2 separate regions of the Anas platyrhynchos genome follow, and region 1 is linked to region 2. Evidence: chromatin contacts called from public Hi-C data. All regions are on one chromosome and are shown on one strand. The core of a region is the stretch at or near the end of the contact, and the rest is flanking DNA. Distances in the headings are between cores, read along the strand shown. Region 1 overlaps LOC101802880 (carboxymethylenebutenolidase homolog). Region 2 has its middle 9.8 kb from the start of CCT5.

What was found. A called contact is a pair of places that touch in the nucleus more often than the background predicts.
Region 1: a Hi-C map of subcutaneous adipose tissue shows a contact between it and region 2, with 2.0 times the contacts expected there. The contact joins two enhancer-like sites. A contact is called at or near these places in 4 of 8 Hi-C or Micro-C datasets (F1 follicle, liver, skeletal muscle and 1 more).

What each region holds. Positions count from the first base shown.
Region 1 is chr2:75,382,379-75,387,075 of IASCAAS_PekinDuck_T2T, reverse strand. It overlaps LOC101802880 (carboxymethylenebutenolidase homolog), which reads left to right. Exons shown (of 6, transcript XM_005026098.6): 6 at 1-165. LOC140001919 (a long non-coding RNA gene) reads right to left here. Exons shown (of 3, transcript XR_011807711.1): 3 at 2,906-3,736. Among named protein-coding and RNA genes, the nearest start is that of CMBL, 11 kb to the right of the region's middle. Within about 2 kb of position 1,540, at least 4 of the 8 cell types and tissues checked have an H3K27ac peak or open chromatin away from gene starts, as enhancers often do. A contact at or near this core is called in subcutaneous adipose tissue, where this site is marked.
Region 2 is chr2:75,326,983-75,331,473 of IASCAAS_PekinDuck_T2T, reverse strand. No RefSeq gene overlaps it. Among named protein-coding and RNA genes, the nearest start is that of CCT5, 9.8 kb to the right of the region's middle. Within about 2 kb of position 1,878, at least 3 of the 8 cell types and tissues checked have an H3K27ac peak or open chromatin away from gene starts, as enhancers often do. A contact at or near this core is called in subcutaneous adipose tissue, where this site is marked.

The DNA.
Region 1 (4,697 bases), core at 291-2,790, 56 kb before region 2:
CAATTTAAATTATAGAGAAGAAATCAGTCAGTTGGAAGATATTTTATTTTGAAAACTAGGAACATTTTAACTTATAGTTCTTTATTTTTTACAAGACTCACAGAAGATTGTGAGCTCAAAGTTGGACTAAAGGACTTTTAGACATTAAAAAGTTGCTTGAATTTATCTTGCTTTGTATTTGCTTCATTATTCTGCATTATGATATCAATAGTAATGAAACTACTTATCCATTCTTCTGTCCTTGTGGGTATGACTTTTCATTTTGGCATTACTTGAGTTACAGTTTTTATTTCGTTATGAGGAGTCACAGGTGCTGTCATGAAGACACCCTGTTTTTGCATGCATGAAGACAATACTTTTATTATCTCAAACATATTTGTTTCAGATATACATGTATTGCTGTACTGAACAGAATTGCCCATGCATTTTCCCATTTCCCATGCATTTTCCCACCATTTCTCTGCAAACCTCAGAGGGCTGAGTGTGTCCAACAACACTACTGCAAGGTGAACACCGTGCTCAGCCCCAACCCAGAGCAGCTCTGGGGCCCTTCCTGGCCTCCCCACCCCAGATACCTGCAGCCATACCAAGTCACCAGCTTTGTCATGTTCAGCTGAACATCTTGGCCCTGGTCCTGCAGCATTCACGCTTCCCAGGGGAGAGCTTTGGGCTTTGGTGCTGCTGTCACCATGTTCTTAGGTAGCCTCAGAAAAATCCTCCAAATATTGCAGGCTGGTGAAGACAGTGCCACACGTTAACATGGTTTTGGTAGTAAATGAGTGTGTGTGTGAGCATGATAAGACTTTTTGCTTATCAAGAAAATAAAAAACCTGAGGTAGTTGGGAAAGCAAAATATACATTTTGTGGGAGCCCCCTCAGCTGGAGCTGATGAGCTGGGTTTTGCAGCTGTGGCATAGCATGTGTGACACAGAGCTGCAGGTTATGCGAGCAGCTTTTACAGAAGAGATGTGGAAAACTCCCAGTACTTTTCCCCAAACGCGCTCTGTCTGAGCCGTTGTGGCCAGCCCAGGGCTTCTCAAGCCCTGCTGGGGAGCCAGGCTCTCCTGCCATTCACAGCCCACAGCTATGGATGCTGTGGCTTCTGGTGCCTGGGCTAAATTGTTGCCAGGCTTGGTTGGTCCACCTTGGTGGTGATGGGTGCCCTCATTTCATTCCTGTTCATTCTCATCTGCCTGCATCTACCTTTCCCCAGTGCATGAGTACGGAGCTTGCAGGCAGTGTGTAAACTCTTCTCCAGGTCTTTGAAACCCTTAATTTGGGCAGGGTTCCCCACACCTGCAGAAAAGAGAGGATGGTTTGCCTCGAGAGAAAGGAGGAGCTTTCTTCATGTAAATCCTAGCTGCCCAGCCCAGACGTAAATCTCTATTTTAGGCAAGATCTGATGCTGATCCTTATCAGAGCTAACTTTTCAGCACTGCATTACAAGCGCTGTGGTTAGCAGCTGTCACAGCCCTACTCACTCCAGGAAATGTCCACAAGATGGGGCCCGGCTCCTTCATTGTCATCGGGAAAACTTGGTGGAGGTTTGGCTCCAACTGCAATAGTAAGGCTCTGAATGGTCCCTGCCTAACACTGCAGTAATGGTGTACTACTCCCAGAGGAGACCTGGCTTACTGGTCAGCAGAAAGCTGCTGCATATTGTCTCTGTACGCAGCAAGGCACTGTAGCCTGATGGATTTTGATAAAATGTGGAATTTCACCTCCTTAGGACTCTCCAGTTTATAAGAGGGAGCTCTGGTTGTGATACACTATCTTTACACCTTGTATTTTATTTTGCATGACTGAATGTTTATTATTTGAAAGATCAGTTTTTCATTACACAGCAAAATCAGGTCATCGGCCTGATAAGCCGATGAGCTGTAATAAGCATGATTTAAGTTGTACTCTGAGTGTGCTCTGTTTATGCTTGCTCATCGTGAGTACGGTCTTTCTTCACGTACAAACAAATGTAAATAAGAGATATACTGAGCTTCCTAGGGAGATTTTAATCATGACAAACAGTACTATTTCCCTCTGATAGGTTAATCTTGTAATTCTCTGTTATTTAAACTTGCTTGGCCAAATAGCTGAGTCACACTAAGATGACCCAGCAAACTGAAACACAACTGGAGGACAAACCTTAGGCAACCTACATATATATTTGATGAAATAGCATCCAAAGAACAGCAGCTAGTAGGTCTGAACCTCTGCCATACAAGCACCACCAGTGCTCTGAAAGGCAGGAGTAACCCCTGCTATAGCAGACTCCTATGGAGACCACTTTTTTGCAGTTTTGTCTCTGGCACACTTAGCTCTAGAGGGCCAGGGCTTGCTGGATGAGAAGATGGGGAGTTGCCACCTTGGTGGTGTGCCAAAGAGGAAGCAGCAAAAGGGCTGACAAGGTGCTTTTGAGCAGTGGCTAAAACAAAGTGAGGGATGAGGGAGAAGGCACGGAAGTGTTTAAAACTAGAGCTGTTTTTAGTCTATTTATTGATACTGGAGCTCCAGTCTCACCTCTGTGGGTGGGATAACAGCATAGATGCTGTTGTGCCATGACCTCAAAATTCACAGATCAGACATAGCCTAAACTAGGTCTTATGAAAATTGTGTTACTGTTTGGTTTTATTTTTATAGGAGGCCTAAATGCATCTGATTTCTTAGGTGGAGATCAAGTCTGAGTACTTCATATGTAAAGAAGTGTTCATGTGTCTGAGGCTTTAGACACATTTGATCCGTGTTTCATGTGCAGTTTCATGAAGAATTGATCTCAACTACAAGTACAAGCAGCTGATCTAAACTGCAAAAGCAGTCAGAACCCTAAACCAACAAACTCCTTCTCATTAACTTTGTGGTTGAATTACACATGGGTGGAAATTATAATTCAATTAATAAACAACTTCAATAATCCTGTTTTCCTCCATTTTTTATTTAATCATGTTTTTCTTAACAGTACCAGATGAATTCTACATTGAGAATGGGTGGAGGAATCTGTTTTTTTTTTTTTTTTTTTTGTTTTGTTTTGTTTTGTTTTTTTCATTGTCTAATCAGCATCTCTATTAATCCCTTTTGTGAACTATTTTATGTAGATTTTATAATCTACATCTATGTCAGTTTAATTAATATTTTATAGCAGGCATTCACTGCTGTTCACAGGTTATGCAGTGAACTCTGGCATGTTTCTGGCAGCAACCTCAGCAGTACAAGATGATTTTCTCCTTTCTATACATAACTCATCAGCATTCTTCAAGTCATTACATGACTAAAATCATACTTATCAATACAGCATATTTCTTTTGTTTACTAGCCTTGGAAATGCCATTATTTTTGTTTAAACACAGCTTCTATTTTGACATGTAGTATTAGGGTACTTTTAAAAGAAACGGGACTTCTACTTAAATATAAATGGATTTTTGCCAGCTTACTGCTCAGATGAACTGAGCAAAGTGAGGGAAAACAGTAAGCACAGTGGTAGGGGAGTTGTTCTAGGTCTGATAAGTTGTACAGCGTGCATTTGAAATCTCTTCCCATTGCTTTGCCTGAGGTTTGGGAAAGGTGCTGGAAAAGCTGCAGTTAGTCTGGTTAAACTGCACTGCATCTTCTGGAGGGTTTTTGCAGGTTGATTTGGAAGGTCAGGAGAGTAGCTCTGTTCAGAAACGGCACTGTGGAGAGCCATCCCTAAGAGGGCCAGTCTTCGGTGCTGGGAACCTCTGCATGTGTCACCCCACAGCACGTTGCCCTGTGAAGACAGAACTGATGTAAAGAGGCAGGATTTGGAGAAATTTGTGGTGCTGTTCACTGTGCTTTCCTGTTTTGGTTTTAATACCATTTACCTAGATATTTATGTACATTTGTAGTAGAGGAATTGAAGAGGGGAGAGAATACTGGAGATATATTGAGGGTCTTGGCTGACATCTGCTAGAATTAATTAGAAAATCCAGAAGGGGATAAATGGTTAGATACATTCCTAGCAAGCATATCTAATCATTGAAAAGCATATTTGAATTCTATTGCCAGCATGCTGGATTTCACTTTAGCAGTGAGACCAGCCAGAACAAGGAATATTATTCCAGTGGATTCATTTACATGGGAAGAGAGACTGTCCCTTGTTAATAAGCAAACATTGCCATTTTGATTTGTTAAGAGTGGCAACAGGATCAGGTTAAACAGCTTCCCAGTATGCCCCCCCCCCCAAAAAAAAAGGCTGTGAATGACTACCTACTGCTTGGTGGAAGGGGGAGAGCAGAGGACCCCAGAAGTTGGCCAGTTTTTTTAAACCCAAGATCCTACAGTGGCCTATCTCCTGAGAAAATCTCCGAGGCTATAAACTGTTTGGAAACCTCTCTTCACTCGAGAAGAAATAAAGTAGTTTCTAGTTTGTTCTTTAAAATGTACACCTCTAGAAATTTAGGTATCTGTAATGTACTCATAAACAACCCTGGTGTACATCCCTGTATTCCTTTTACCATTCTAGTTCAGATTACAGAGTGTGCAGAGAAACCCCTGCTGATTTACCTTCTCTGAGCTGATTTATGGGAACTTTTAGAGATGTCAGTTAACGATGAGTTCCCTGGGAAAGGGCTGTACTCAACAGGTGATACTGGGGGACCAGCAAAGTGCCTGTAAGCAACAGCAGCTTTGGATTCCCCATAAAAGAAGAGAAAGGGGACACACACAGTGAAAACTACAAGGGAAAAGTA
Region 2 (4,491 bases), core at 629-3,128:
AAGGCGCTATGCAGTATCAGAGAGCATGAAACCCTAAAATGCAAACCAAACATTTAAATATTTGGTTTATATTTATTTTAGGGTTTATTATTAACCTTTGACATTAGCTCATTATTATTATTGGATTATATTTGCTCATTCACCTCCATCTGCTTTGGTTTTCTCTGTTTATCTCCTTATCTAGTTTCTCTATTCAGTCTGCTCGCCTCAGAGAAAGAGAGCATGAAAATGTCTCTCCTCGAATCATTTGACACTCGTGATCCCTTTCAACCTCTGTCACTCCAAACTTGTCTTTGGCGTTAAGGCTTCATTCCCTCGCAAGAGACATCAGGCAGAGCAAGTACTGATCGCGGGCTTGATGTGTGGCCATTGTCAGGAAGCAGCAGGAGCAGGCTGAGAGAGAAAGCTCCTGAGAGGAAGGAGGAGGGCATCTCCCAGGGTTTCTCCCAGCTCTTCCTCACCCCTTGCACTTCTCCCAGCAGCCCACCTCAAGGTGGCAGAGCTGTGCCTTGACACAAGCGGCCAAAGCTCTGGGAGGGAAGCAAGGGGAGGGCCGTCAGGGCCCTGAGAGCAGCGTCCCACCTTCAGAGAGGAGTTAGGCACCGGGCGGCTGGCAGAGAGCTGTTCCTTTCAGTGCCCACGCTGCGCACCAGGAGCCTCACCAGAGCACGGAGACCACTCCTGAATACCCTAGGGAGAAGCTTCATGGAGATGCAGACTCTAGCACACGTCCCAGGCTCAGTGTCTTGCAGAGCACACACTAGTGCTTTACCCTCCAAACATTTGTGTTCAGCAAACGTCTCTCTTGTATCACAGAGAGGACTTGTTTACAAAGCAAACACTGTCAGTCCATTTAATTGGCTCTTTAACATGGCGAGAAATGTTCCCTGGCAGAGAGCTCCCGGGAAACCCTCCAAGCTGTGAAATGGAGAGGTGCTTCTACGCAGAGAGGACAAACGAGGCTAGTTCCTCACAACTGAATCATCCCTCTTCGGGTGATGGTGAGGGTTCAGTCAGGGGTTGTCACGGCCACAGCCACTACAACAGCAGTTTTTAACAGTGTGTGGCACAGCAGCAACAGAGGAGGGAAGTTTACCTGACTTGTTCTGTACAGCAAAATTGATCAAGCCAGGATCTGCTTAGCAAGACTGCTGGACTGGCTCCATTTAGGATCCTGGTTGTGGTTGCTTGCCTGTTTGTCAGGTGGGATTGCTGAGACTGGAACTGCTCATGTCATGACCTCCCTTCCCTGCGCAGAACAGTCAGAAAAGGACAACTTGAAAGACAGCAATTTTTTTCTTAAGTGTAGGAAAATATGTTTGTACTAGAAAGCATCAGTTTGCAGCAAACCAAGAATGTTGTTTCACAGCTCTGCATAACCTTGTTCCTGGAAAAAATCTTCTCAGCCCCAGTTAAGCTGAATCACCAGGACGCGCCCAAAGCCCGAGGCCTGGCCCTGGACCAACAGCAGGCAGCGGCTGCCACGGGCTGGGTGTGACTGAAGGATGGGGGAACCTGCGGGCAGGGCTCTGGGCAACCTCACCTCGTGCACCTGCCAACACCAGCAGAGAGGGGAGGAGGGAAGGAGCTCAGGCCCTCAGGAGCACAGCAGGAAAGGCTGAGAAGTGAGTCTGGAGAAAGGCAGTTGGCAGCACAACTATTGTCAAAGCAAGGGGCTGGGGTGAGGGCCCTAGGACAATGTGGAAAACTGGGTCTAAGAAGGCACGTGGGACATGTATGAAATCAGTCGAAGCAACTGAGCTCCTGACAAAGATTCAGCTCTTGCTGCTGACAAACGCATGCCATGTGGGTGATGCTGGCAGAGCTGCTCGGCTCCTTCAGCTGGCTTTTAACCATGTCCGCAGTCCCTTCAACACGGGTGTGCATTCATCGCCCTCCAGTGGCGAACCTCGTGTTTTCCCTGGTGTAAAGCAGCAGTAGGACCTGAAGAGAACATGGGGTACCTGAGATCCTCAGCCCCAAATACACACACTAGGCAAGGCTTTCATTTCCCGAAAGTACTAATGTTTACAGACACAGCATGCTTAATTTAAACGTCTGTGTTTGTCTGCCACAGCTTTATCATCACTCAGATGTCTCCTCCACTCCATGTGCGGTGGTCTGCCCTAGTCACAAACTCACAATACTGCTACTCCCACAGCCCTGGTAAAGCACAAATCCATTTACATCAGCCCTGAGATTGTACCAGTTTGAGCTGCATCAGTTCCATTCATCTGGGTTAATGTTTTCAGTTGCACGTTGCTTGTCCTCCAATTAACTGCCTATGCAACAATAACAACTAAATATGTTAAACAACTAATACATTAAATTCAAGTAACTAAGGTATGTTAAATAACAATGTAACTGATACTAAATGTTGAAAATCAAAGTCTCTAATAAAAGAGTAATTCTTCATTTTTAGATTCTTTTCCAGCATTCCACCACTGAACTTCAAACTTTCAATACTGAGGTCTGACTGAAGGTTAATATTTATATACAGAGCACAAAGTCTTATTCCCTTCAGTCAGATTAACAAAAACACATGATCTTGCAATTCTTGGACTCTTCCATGTTGTTCTAGAGACTTCTCAATTAGGCAGTTTACTACAGAAGAAATATGTTCCCAGGAATAATAAAAAAAAATGTTAAAAACCACAATGTAAATCTGGCCAGATTTCAATTCACATATCATTAGAAACTACCAGCATAACATGCTGCAGATCTTTTTGATAGTGGGAACAGTTTGGTGTACACAAACTGTAGGCTCCAAGCTGCTGTGAACAGATTCCATATACAACCTGTGGAGCATTGCCACAGCTTTCTCCCCTCCAGTGGCAGTGCTGCTTGCAGAGCCTGCCCTCCTTCACGTCTCCTGGTCAGAATACCAAACTCAGAACAAGAGAAGCAGTGTCCAGCACTGCCTTACTTCTGGGCATCTCCCATTTTAAATAGGTCACATCATCTATGCCGTGCCAAAAGACTATATAACTGAAAGAGGTGAAGCTTTTGAATAATTTGGTCATGGAATTCACTGTTACGGGCAAGGACTTGAAGGGAAGAACTAATGAAACACAAATAACAAACCATTTTCTCACTTCCTGTTCATCCTATGTACAATCTCACCAGTACAATTAAACTACTCCTTGCAAGTCCTAGCTATAGCCACGTTCATTCGGAGCTATTAAGCAAAGTAAGAGCTGGCTCTACATGAGCCAATGGATTTATGGGATTTTAGTCACAATTACAGCGGTGAATCAATTCCAAGTGCCAGACTTCAGCTGCAGTATAACTGTGTAACTGTTCTGTCCATTGATCTGCATGTAGATAAACCTATTTTGGAAGAGAACAATGATGAACAGAAGTTACAGTAGTCAGTTTCTAATAAATTAAAATCAAGCTTTGCAGGATTCCTCCTTAAATAGTTATGGAAATACACTTTTATCACAACCAGCACTGGAACTTTCACACCATAAAAATCAGACTTCTCTAACCTTCCTCTACTGACACTCACTGAAGGATTTTGTTTCACTCAAGTGGTAATCGTAACACAACTAGAACAGAACATGCTAGCTAACAGAGGCAAGAGAAGTAGCTTCCTCTGTACTACTATGCAAAAACAAACAAACACACAAAAAAACAGAACCCCACACCAAAAACCTACATGCTATTTCTGGTCTGCCACTTGCTTCTTACTAGGAACTATACATGCAAAGATGCAAGGCAGCTTACAGGTAAATTTTACGCTTCCATTTTAAAATAATTTTTGGGACATATAAAGTAAGTACATTTCCTCTCGGTAGCATAGGTAAGTTCTGGGAAGAAAAGAACCAAATGTGTGGCTGAATGCATATCCCTGTAAAAAAAAACTCCTCCCTGCATATCAATCAGGAATACACTAAATGTGAGTGGTAACAGGCCCAATGAAAGTTAAAGTGTTCAGATAATTGGTTTGAAGATTCTGCAAGGTTACAAATAATCTTTTTTTCCTAAACCCTTTCCTAAAACCTTGTTTTTTAGGGTTTCCTAATCCCTGAACTTCTAGATGGTCATATTTGGTGCAGAACTGGTTATCTAGCTTGTTTCTTGTAATGTGATATTTGTACATGCCACTGTTCAAATGGCTCTAACACTGTAATTACTCAATGACTGTCAAAACCCAGGAATGCAACAAGCACAGGTTGCCTTGATATAAAAAAAAATTCCTACTCAGTACCATAAGTGAGAACTGGAAGCATGTAATCTGGATATTTTTCATTGGCAAATTTAAAATTCATACTTGAGATATTTAAGAATTACCAGAGGCTACAATAATTTTCTGCTTACTTCACTGAAGAGGGACAGAAGACCTCTTAAAATGAAAATCTGCAGACTTAGCTCACAGGCAGATAAAGGAATTAGCTGCAGGAGCAATGGAAAAATGACCTACAAAATTCTATTAATGCATTATCCATGCTTTTTTCTTCCTTCCCCATACATTCAAGAAGTTTTCCC